Regions from separate parts of the Gossypium hirsutum genome. Here all the other regions are linked to region 3. Evidence: chromatin contacts called from public Hi-C data. All regions are on one chromosome and are shown on one strand. The core of a region is the stretch at or near the end of the contact, and the rest is flanking DNA. Distances in the headings are between cores, read along the strand shown.

What was found. A called contact is a pair of places that touch in the nucleus more often than the background predicts.
Region 1: a Hi-C map of leaf shows a contact between it and region 3, with 1.7 times the contacts expected there. The contact joins the promoter of LOC121224480 here to the promoter of LOC107953434 in region 3. A contact is called at or near these places in 8 of 34 Hi-C or Micro-C datasets (callus, leaf and seedling).
Region 2: a contact with region 3 is called in a Hi-C map of leaf, with 1.8 times the contacts expected there. The contact joins the promoter of LOC107945030 here to the promoter of LOC107953434 in region 3. A contact is called at or near these places in 4 of 34 Hi-C or Micro-C datasets (hypocotyl and leaf).

What each region holds. Positions count from the first base shown.
Region 1 is chrD12:3,859,866-3,863,578 of Gossypium_hirsutum_v2.1, forward strand. It overlaps LOC121224480 (aureusidin synthase), which reads right to left and starts at 1,963. Exons shown (of 3, transcript XM_041107879.1): 1 at 1,848-1,963; 2 at 1,152-1,689; 3 at 1,019-1,027. The coding sequence starts at 1,963. The coding sequence ends at 1,019. LOC121224635 (polyphenol oxidase, chloroplastic) reads right to left here and starts at 1,688. Exons shown (of 1, transcript XM_041108252.1): 1 at 1-1,688. The coding sequence starts at 987. The coding sequence ends at 88. LOC107945031 (protein RER1A) reads right to left here. Exons shown (of 9, transcript XM_041108253.1): 7 at 2,898-3,078; 8 at 2,670-2,742; 9 at 1,848-2,395. The coding sequence ends at 2,689.
Region 2 is chrD12:3,919,599-3,923,278 of Gossypium_hirsutum_v2.1, forward strand. It overlaps LOC107945030, which reads left to right and starts at 1,381. Exons shown (of 6, transcript XR_005922239.1): 1 at 1,381-1,671; 2 at 2,703-3,680.
Region 3 is chrD12:3,711,405-3,715,565 of Gossypium_hirsutum_v2.1, forward strand. It overlaps LOC107953434 (protein NONRESPONDING TO OXYLIPINS 2, mitochondrial), which reads right to left and starts at 2,161. Exons shown (of 3, transcript XM_016888742.2): 1 at 1,920-2,161; 2 at 1,733-1,851; 3 at 896-1,259. The coding sequence starts at 2,044. The coding sequence ends at 1,240. It also overlaps the pseudogene LOC107953432 and the pseudogene LOC107955939.

The DNA.
Region 1 (3,713 bases), core at 713-3,212, 150 kb after region 3:
ATCATGAAACAAATAATGATGACTCTTGGAAAGATTTTAAAAGAAAAAAGCAAAGAAAACAAAACTTAATCGAGAAATATATCAAAATTATTTGATGTACTCCATTCGAACCCCTCCAACTGTTACATTGCTGCAACTTGGTGTTGTTGGTAACAATGTTACCCATATGCTTTCATCTTGGTCGGCTTCCAAATCTTCCAGCAGTTCCGACACTCCAAGTTTAAGGTCAATTTTCTTCTTCCCGGGTCCGCCGCCCGGAATGTGAGCGAAGGTCCCTGCAAATTCCCTGAACTTTGGGCTGATCTTGAACTGATCAATCAAGTTTACATACACATCAAACTTAACATATGCATCTCCCTTCACTTCAATCCCGTGCACAACCATGACCTTTTCCTCTTCTTTCTCCTTCTTCCTCCAATGGTTCCTAACCTTTACTGTCAAGCTAGCGTCCAGAGCTCGACCATGAGTATCCAACTCGGAGGACGAAACATGGGTCCTTGACAACATTTCTAATTTGTTCTTCTCTTTCGTTTTCAACGTTTGACGAGCTAGTTTTGGTGGGTAAGAAGGCTTGGGACGCATATTCAACCACGGACGGTGAACCTGTTCATAAGAATAACCCAGTTTGATTGTATCCACAACATCACCGACTTTAACCCTCACGAGCCTCAAATTCTCATCATAGAAGTAAAAGAAAGAGTCGAGCCAATCTGGATCTTTGATATCCAATTGTTGTTTATGAGCTTCCCTCCAAACTTCCCATAGGCGATCTATGTTTGCATGGTGTGCGTAGAAAATACGGTCCTTTGCTGCAGAGTAAAACTTACCCATATCTTCCCTTCCAGGGTTTAAGCTGCTCCCGATCCATGTGTGCAAAGCGTTGTGAGGGGCAAGCTCTATTGTGCCTGGTCCATTACAGTAACCTTCCTTTCCAGCTTTATATGTACACCCCCTGAACAGTTCGGTCTTTCTTGCTCCAGACACCATTTGGTTATATACATAAATGCAAGATTTATATCTATTTGATCTTCAGGGATTAGTTTTGTGTCCGAAACATAGTTTAAATCCGCCGTTTGTGGTGGAAGATGAGAAACGTCGCGCATTGTATGATAAAAAGATGAACTATTGTTGGTGTACATATCGGGTATTACCATCCCTTGAGGGATGTCCCAAGCCCAATATGGCAAAGCAAACGTTTCGTCTCCGATGAGACTACCGAGGATACGTTCGTGGAAGTATATCATCATTCGATGCCATGGGAAAAACAACCATGTGCGGTGGATACTGAGCGGAGCATTGGAGTTTTGTTGGTCGTAGGCTCCGGTGCAGAAGAGACAGTGCAAGTTTGCCTGACGGGAGAAACTTCGAGGGTCATGGTGTGGTAGCGACTTCATTATGGACAATGCCTTGTCATATTTAGCGATGTAGTCGACATCGACAGCATGGGCTGGGCGGTGGATTCTTAATGGGGACTGGGGATCGGGAAACTGGAAATCAACGAAGGGTAGCGGTAACTGGAATCCTGGTGGGCAACAATCAACAAGAAGATCCTTACGGCCATAAGATGGATGGCAAGATGTCATGTTTGGTCCTACAGATTTAGCCCCTCTTTTACCCTCTTCAGTGATCACCCCATGCTTGCTCAAACTCCATCCTTCAAGCTTGCCTAGAATCATCTTTGTTAAATCCCTGCATGAACAATGCCTCATTATCTAATTCACTAATAATGCATAAAGTGGATATAAAAATTTTAAAAAAAAAGCCGTATAAACCCAAAATAATATTCAAATCAAGTGACGTGGAAACAAAGAAAATATGAGTTTATATTTCAAATTAACTGAACCTACCCTGCAAATGGGTATTGAACTTGATTTGATTCAAGGCTCCAAAGAGTGACAGTGAACATGACCAAAAGGAAGGCAAATGTGATGGTGGAAATCCATTTGCATGGTCCCAAAGCCATGGCTAACAGATTCTCAACCTTTGTATCCTCTCAATCTCTGCAATAAGAAATGGGAGAGAAGGAGACAAAGGGTGCTATTACCTCTGCATTCTCTCAATCTCTGCAACAAAACACTGCTTTAAATCGTCCAATTCAAACGCGCGTCAATGTCATTCTCTTAAACCTTATTTAATTACCATGTCAGCAGTCACTACTCGCTATATATATGTTTTATTCCATTGTTTTCTGCTTCTTTTTCCTTCACGTAGCTCAGAGAAATGTATTCCTGGTCATGAATCCCTGCTGAATTATTCATTTCATTCTTTTCCCTTCTAACTTCCTCATGGTAAGTTGCAGCTTGAATAACCAAAGGAATATGGAAAACGACATGTATGGACAAGGAACCCCCATAAGGCAAGTGGAGTGTGGGACTTTGCCTGTTAATGATATAACCTAGACCCAGCATAAGATATGCTTGGTTAGCTTCATATCAATTAAAAACACCCTATAAATATTATAAGCATAAATAAGTTTTTTATATTTTTATTACATTTAAGAAGATTATTCTTTTTGAGGCCTCACAATATTTGAAGACTATTCACAGGGACAACTTTTGTTTTGCAGTGACTGCATACTAAAAAATCCATAACAGCAGAGGTGAAAATCAGTTATCATGAATTATCATCTGGATGCAACATTGCATTTTTCCACCAGGTCATTTACTTACCCTGTGAACCAACCAAGCTTCAATCCACACGGGAGCCATCGCTACTTGGGGAAGCTTTCTTACCAGTATATTTCTGTCCATAAAGAAAAAAAAAAGATTGTTATCTTTCAAGCAAACATATTGGGAGGTCCCGGTAGCCATTAGAAAATAAAAGTACAAGCAAAAGACACATGCTGACATAGTAGCAATTATAAGAGTAGAAAATATATATATCCGGTTGAAGCTGACCTGCTTCCCAAAGCTGAATGGAATATACTTATATTTGATCATGTGTGCAATCTGACGCCTCATTGTAAGGACAAAGAGAACAATCCAATAACAAAGCAATATAGGCCAAAAGACAGGGACATCAAATACCGAAAAGAAAGTCATGACAAATGCTATGCAGAAAGCCTTGGTCATGGAGTACCTGAAGAAATCACAAAACAGAACTGAGTATTATCCATACTTAAAAACCCTTTCATTAAGACAAAGCCATACAGATCTCAAGCAAGACAAAAAAAGGTCCAAATACATGTCCACACCACTTACTAATATCACATTTCTATTCTATAAATAGAAAAAACCATACTTCGGAAATAAATAAATAGATAAGAGATTCTACATTCTAATAGTGGAATGCACAAGATCGAGTAATTGACAATGACAAGGTAACAGCTAAATGAAATTGACAGGTAAGAGCAAATGCTTTCAAGCACATTCTCCTGCATTTGCAGAACCAGAGACTTTAATTAGAACATCATTTCTACCAGTTATCGCTTGAGCACATAATGGAATGGTGCTTACAGATAGTCATGCTAGAATTGTTGCACTCAAGCAGCAAGTATGCTAAAGAGATGCTAGGTAAATTGGAAAAGTCTGAATCTTGGAAATAAGTTTGTCCAAGAAAATTTACACTTACATTGCAGTAAGTTAAGACAGGAAAGAAAGCTATACCAAAGCTTTTTAATAATTTCTTTTAACTGCATAGGGATATTTAAAAAGTCAAACACACACGCACAAAAAAAAAAAAAAAAACTAAGACCTTAATTTCAATTGAATACA
Region 2 (3,680 bases), core at 131-2,630, 210 kb after region 3:
AGGACGCGATTTGCTGACGTGGCATCAGTTTATGTTTTTTAACTTGGAAAACTTTGAAAGGCCATAACTTTTGGCTCGTTGTCCGATTGAGACGATTTTTTTTTATTTCAAATAAATTTTGCCAACGCGTAGATCTCGAAAAGTTATTCGAAATAAAAAAAATCGTCTCAATCGGACAACCAAGCCAAAAGTTATGGCCTTTCAAAGTTTTCCAAGCTAAAAAACATAAACTGATGCCACGTCAGCAAATCGCGTCCTAGAGGGCGCGATTTGTGTCCACGTCAGCAAATCGCGATTACGTGGACGTGATTTCCTAGCACGTACCCTGACATCGTGCTGACGTGGACGCGATTTCGCGGAAAATTGACCATTCCGGTAAATAATTAGATAATTGGCCAATTTCGATAATTTTTGAAAAAAAAATGGCCTTTTTTGGTCATTTGCCCGATTTATAAATTTATTTATTTAATATATATCATATATGATGTGTAGAGGTGATTATGGGCCGGGCCTCAATAAAATTTTATGTCCATTTTTTAGGTTTGAGTTCGGCTCGGCCCGTCCATATTAAATTTTTTTATATTATTATTTTTATATAAAAAATTTAAAAATATAATACATCAAATACACTAAAAACATTAAAATAAATGTTTACCAATAAATTAAAATTAAATTAAAGAATTATTTATACTTAAATAACACTAAGATAAGTGCAACTTAACAAGCAAATACTTCTAAAATAATAGTAACATTAATAATAAAACAAGAATTATATTATATTTAAATAATAATAATAAAACAATAGAAATATAATAGCGAAACAGCACCAAAGTAGTGACAAAACAACAACAAAAAAAACTTTTTTTTTTTACAAATTCGAGTTGAACCCGAATAAAAAATTTACTTAAAACTCGACTAATTTAAAAAACGAACCGTTCGAAAAAATTTTAATTCAAAACCAGACCCTCCCACTCAGATCTAATGATGCGAGACCTTTGGGGATTATTATTATTATTCTTAACAAATAAAGATATTTTGGAGCCAACATGTAAAAAGGTTTTGGACTATCTACCTTTACACAGAGAAATCATATATATAATATCATAAGTTGGTGCAACTCAAATGGCTGCAATATTACTGTCGGTCCAAATTTCCTAAGAGCCAATTAAAAATACATAGATTTCCAAAAAAGAAAATATTGTTAAATTTGGTAAATTTCAAAATCAAGAAAATGAATCAACTTTGTATTAGAATTCTAATTCAAATTAAAATGCTAATTAGAATGTTAATTTTTCGTTGTTTAAATGATAATAGAAAAGTGCAGGGGTGTGGGACCCCGGTTTAATTCAGCTCCCAGATTTCATCGGCTCGACTCGCTAAAGACATGTGAAAATGTGGCTCTCGGCTTCCTAAGATGCCTTCTTTTTCCTTTCATTTCTTTCTTTCCTTCTTTCACCAATTACATCCCGTCCTTCATTCCCCCACCCCCCTCTTTTTCTATCTCTTCCACCGTCCACAAATTCTCAAAATTCCCCAATTTAACTGTACATTTTTCCTTATTTTCTGATCTTAAATTCTCCATGGATCTGTGCTTAACTCTTGCTCTTCTCCTTCATCTTCCTTCTTTCTTTTCTTCGTGAACTCTTGATTCCTCTTTCTCAGCCTGTTCAGGTGAGTTCTTACGCGGTTTTGACTTAATTTTTACTCGTTATTGCTTGCTCGCTTTCATACTGCTTTCTTTTAGCATCTTCGGTTGTTGTTTAGTTGGTGCACGGAGCTTGTTTACTTGTTTCGACTTCTTCCGATTTTTTACTACTTGCTCTGCTTGAGTAGTTTATGAGTTATGATTCTCTACTTTTGCTTACGGAACTGTACAATCCGTTTTATTAGTAGCGATGAAATATAAAATAAGGGAAAGTATGAGTAAGTAGTCTTTTTTGTGCTATTATTTTTCTTCTTTATTTGAAAAGGATAGATTCGGTTCATGGAATGAACTCCAGAATCCAAACGTACTTCTTTATTTATTATAAATACGTTACGTTACAATGTGAAACGGCCTTTCTAATAGTTAATTAAATATTTGTTTATTGGTAATTAAGTTAGCTTTTAACGAAAATAATATATGTTTTTTTGGATACAGAACAAAATAATAATTAAATATTTAGAAGAACTTTCAATACCAATGTAGAAAAAGATCAATGCCTAATATATAGGTCCTAAACAAGAAAATTAATAATAATCCAAAATTTATCTTCCTACTAGGAAATACAATCAAACAAGAATATGCGAAAATAAACTTTTTTTGGAAATTTAACTACGGATCGCTTGATCTTGTAAAATATATTGCTTTTATAGTATATGTGGGATCGTGCTATCCAGTTTAAAATTCGTAGGAGCGACCAAACGTTGTAACTTTGGGAGCCTGGATTGATCATAAGGGTTTAACTAGTGCAATCAAAGAACTCTTTGGCTGCTTCAACCTTAAGGTTTCTAATTGGGTTCCCTTCTTTATGGGTTGAAATTGGGTTATTAGTTACGCATATAACTTGTTGATCCTTAAATGCCACTAAGCTCCAATTACTGGCCTTTATGAGCATTAGATTTTGATTTTTTTTTTAATTTCTGATTTCTAATTTGTTTGAATTTTGTTTTGAAACCTAATGGATATTATGTTTGATGGTGTTTGCTGAATTTTTTTTCAGTTAAGGTGCAATGAGCCCCTGAGACTTCTGAAATTAAAATAAAATTTGATCATATCATGTCTGATCGTGTTGCAAAATCAGATCCTGATAGTGATGGAACAGCTAGGAAATCTATGAATCATTACCAAGCTGCTTGGATGGATCACTGGAAACATGCAAGGCATAAACCATCCACTGAGGTTCGCAGTCATTTACTGCACTCCCCTGGACCGAGAAAAGATGATCACGAAGATTTTAAGAAGCACCCTTTGCTTTCTAGGACTGAAATTGCAGCGAATATTTCAACCTATTCTCAAGGATTTAGAGACGTTTCTGAAGACAGAACAGATGACACCTTGAAGAAGCGTCTGAGGATGGCTTCAATGAAGTCGGGGAAAGAAATTTTAGATGGACAGCCTCTTCCACTGTTCAGCAATTTAGGAAATAGGGAGAACGCCATGTCTTCAAAGAATAATGCAGGTACTTCATCTGGCGGTGAGGCAGTGAAGTATCAAATTGATCTCAATGATGGCCATAATTCTATTGGGTTGGGTAGAAGTGAGTGGACTTATCCAGAGGGCATATCACGAGTTCCTCAGCAGCTGATCAAGCCTCATGAATTTCTTGAAAACAACACTTTAGCTGTTTCATCATCTTTTCGGGATAATGTTGGGTCATGTTCTAAAATTGTACCATATTTACTGAATAGTGCTGCGGCTCAAACACAGTCCTTCGCATATCCGCATGAAAACATTGATCAACCAAGCCCAGTTGTTGCATCCAAAGAGCACCTCGCAGATGCTAAACTTTGCAGCTATTCTAACTTTTGGGTCCATGAGAAGAAAGCTGATAGCCTTTTCGAGTCCAGAAGAGTGGAGAATTCACTGTCCAGGCAGAATGTTGCACCTCTATTACTTCATGATCAGTCAAGAAACAATAGTCAGAATAAGCAGAGTCAGAAAGTGGAACATGATTCTAGGCTTAGATTGCTTCCAAGCT
Region 3 (4,161 bases), core at 911-3,410:
CAGGTGAGAATGAAGCTTGTGAAAGATTGGCTTCCTGTTCTGATCTCATGCAAAGACAGTGTCTCACCTATGCTGCCCAGTCATAAAACACTGTACCTAGTATTGGAGGAGACATTCCTGAGAATTATCTCAACATTGCCAATGTCAGATGCACAAGTTCTGTTGCAACAATGTCTAAGCTTCTCAACCAGGAATGTTGAAGATTGCCCCCACTTGGTCACAGCTTTCAATACTTGGTTCCGCAGGGCAAGTCAACCTCCTCAAATGGAAAATCTTGGTTAAAAAGAATGGTATTTATCAATGGCGATGGCATTGGTTGTAGATACTGCTGCTTATAAAGGGTTTAGTTTTCTCTCAGACTTCTGTGCATATAGTAAACTGGTGAATAATGACGCGAACTGACTACTCTGTGCATAAAACTAGATATTCCCCAATGTGTTAACATATACAAAAAAAAAGAAAAAAGAAGAAGATAATTTAGCTTGAGGCTGCTATGCACCTCTTTTTCCTGGTCTTAAACGTGAAAGTTATTGTTGGCTGGAAAGGAGATAAGATTGTTAAAAATTTTCGGTTACTCGATGACTTATAACCATTCTATGTGTTCAAAGTGAGGTTATAGCTAACAATATTTGAATATTCCACCATGCAAATAGTGGTATGTATAAATTGACTTATCAATCAAAAGTTAAATGCAGGGCTTTATTGATATTTCTCACTGCTGTTCTTTTATTAGTCAAATTACTATCTTGAGTGGTTTGAACAAAAAAAATTACAATGTAAGTCAAAGTGATCTGAAATGAAAATTGATTCAGTAAATAAGAAAAGAAAGCTATGCTATTAGTACACGTGTGTGTGTGTGTGTGTTCATTGTTTTCATGGTTTTTCATGAATTAGGTGCACCTTAAAACATCATATTTTTCTTTTCATGTCCAAATATATATCAAATACATGAATACTTAAAAAAAAAGTTAAGAGCAAGAAAGCTTAGAAGTTCACTTTGTAAATAAAGTAATATGGATTTTGCTTTGGGCAGTGATTCCTCCAAAGCATATAAAAGGTCTAAATCAGATGCATCACAAATCAACAACAAAACCCCCAATATGCTGCAAAGGTAGCTAATCATTTGCTAAGACATTGGAGCTGAAGAAGTTTCAGTTGTCCAGAAATCCCTTGACAGAGCTTTCAAAAACAAAGACCCTATGCTCTTAATGTCCCAGCCCCACAAAGTATCCAGCTTTGTCACAAGGGTGTTGCAAGTCCTATTTCATGAATTAGAAAACCAAGTTAGAAGTAGAACAGCTATGTTTGTACATCAAACAACATGCTTTCATGGATAGTCAAGTTTTATTCCATGACCATTAGAACCCAACATTCTAACAATGCAGATCACACGGTTGTCTTCAAATACTTCAAGCTCACAATCCGAAGCCCATATTATTACTAGAAATTAGTACATATTTTTACATATATAATTCCTCAAAACAATTACAGCTAAGAGCATCGGAAGTCAATTTCTATATAAAGTTCTACTTTGGATTCTTGAATAACGTCAAAGGGAACGTAGGGAAGTGAAGGACAATTCATTCCTAAACTTGCAACAAAAACTATACGGCATTTGAAACTTATACCCAATTGTAGCATAAAAAAACTTGAACCAACAGAACAACTATAACGTTGATGAGACATTGATATATTAAACAATTGTTTCTTTTTAAAGGTAAAGAAGAAAAACCTTGAGAGAGGCAGCTCCAACAGGAGGAATCGACGGCTATGCTTGATTGCAGGCGAGCAGATGCAATGGCACTATGAAGTGGCATCATCGACTCTAATCCTCCCAACGCCGAAACAATCCTTTAAAAAAAAAAAAGAAGTCAAGAATTTGATAAAAAATTTAGATGGAAAAAACAAAAAGCAAGTACCTTGAGGCGCGAGGGAGGGATCTTGTTGAAGGATTTGGGATTAGGCTCTTTACAGTTAGGGTTTTAGACCGAGAAGCTAGGGTCCTCGAGCCAGCCCGCATTGCTGATCCGAAAAACGACGCCATTTCTCGCTGGTTTGGAAATTGGGTGGAGAGTTGAAACAGACACCGGGAGGCTGGCAGTGGTGTCTTCCTTAAACCCTAAAAATATGGGTTCAGAGATTTGAGATCCTGAGCTCCTTCGAAACGACGCCGTTAGGTTGAAATGTTCTTCGTGGGCCAGTGGGCCCTACTTTCTTTGAGCTGGACATTCATAAGTCCATACTAATGTAGCGCAGGATAAAACGACGCCGTAAAAAACTGAAAAGAGAAAATACCCGATTAATGAGGTGGGGAGGAGAAGCTTAGTTACAGTTCCGATCGAGATCAACGCCATCAACAATCAAAATCAATGGCTGCGATATTCGCTCGTAATTCTCTCAATGCTTTCCGAGCTCGACACCTCGTAAGAACTCACTTTCCTCTTCTCCTTTTGATCCATGCCTTAGATTTATATGATCATGGAATTGATTATTCATTAGAATTTGTTCATAGCCAGCGGGAATTAAAATGTTATTTTTCTGGCACCTGATAATGTACAGAAATGAAGTTGTGGAAAAAGGCGAGGCTCATATGTAGATTTAGGTTAGAGACTTTTCCTCTGTTGTATATAATTTTAAAATTTATTCTCTTTTGTTTTACTTCAATTTCCATAAATTAAGCTCTCGTTTTTTCCTGTTTTAATTGCTTTCTCCATCGGCTCAAAAGCTATTAAGTATTAACAGAACCTCACTGATTATTTGTCATCAACGTTGTTATGATTTTTCTGGGACTTGTATTTTTTCTTTTTGGATATTTTACTGATTCTTTTGGATTATGTATTTATAGGCTGTGTCGGGGCAAGCGTTGCAAGGTTTACAAAACTATGGTCTGCAACACAGTTCGCACTCCTATAGCACCAAGAAGGTCTTGCCTTACTCCCTCTTTGATCTTCCTTTTTTTTATAGCTATAGCTATTTTGAAATTGGAAAAGTATTAAGAATTCTATGGAATATGGATGGAAAGTGAAGATTATGAATTATTTTATGTTATTAATGGGGAGATATGTTTTGAGTTTTGGAAGAGCATGCAATGGGAATAAATGCCTTTCAGTTTTCCACCACGGTTCTCCATGGAAATCATAAGAAATGCTTTAACAATTTTCTTCCATGCATGACCATCAATCCTAGTGTTTGATGGGACTTCTATTTTTAAGGCTGTTCTTTTGCTTGATATAAGATGTCTTGGTTCATGTGTGTTTTCATGTGTATTAACTGCAGATGATTTAGAAAGAGAGCAGCTTGCAAAGGAGATTTCTAAGTCTGGAGTTCTGGTAATATAGTGTGCACTGAAATGTTTCTGTCTCTATTACTTGTTAGTAGTTCAATTTTATCTTTTTCAATTAATGTCTTTTTATATTCTTCTCAATGACAGTTTTTAAGCGAAGCATAAACACATTGCTTCTAACTGAAATGGTTAGGGGCCTCATGCTGACTCTCAAGTACTTCTTTGACAGAAAAGTTACAGTAAGTGTCCTCATGATTCTTTTCTTTGAGCTTGCATTGAACATATTATGATACAAACCTGTCTTTCTTGTACAGATTAACTATCCATTTGGGAAGGGTCCATTGAGCCCATGTTTTTGAGGGGAACATGCTCTCCGCCAATATCCAACTGGAGAGGAACGTTGCATTGCCTTTGTGAAGCTGTAAGTTCAACATTATCAGTTACCTATATTACTTTTATTTGGTGGGAATGGTACCACCATGCAGTGATACAATATGGAATGACTATTATCAACCTGGGAGAAAGTATCCCCTGCCCTCTGGTATGGACACCTGACTGGAGTGGGAGTCTGGGGGCTTTACGCCTTTTCGTTTTAGTCTGTATGTGGTCTTAGGCATACTCGCAATTAAATGGGTGTTATGGTCACTGAATTGGTTCACCTGGTAATATGCATAAAAAAAAGTTTACTATATTTGTTATGTGTATTATCTCTATTATACCCTCTAGTTATATAGAAAGGAAGATTAGTGTCTGTTATTGCTTCTCTTGAAGAGTAAGCAATCTGTGAGAAGTTGGACCCGTCAAACTGTTCTTGGGTTTGCTGATTAATTTTCACTAATCCTATCCATTATCAACTCCTGATTAAGCTTCTCTCACTG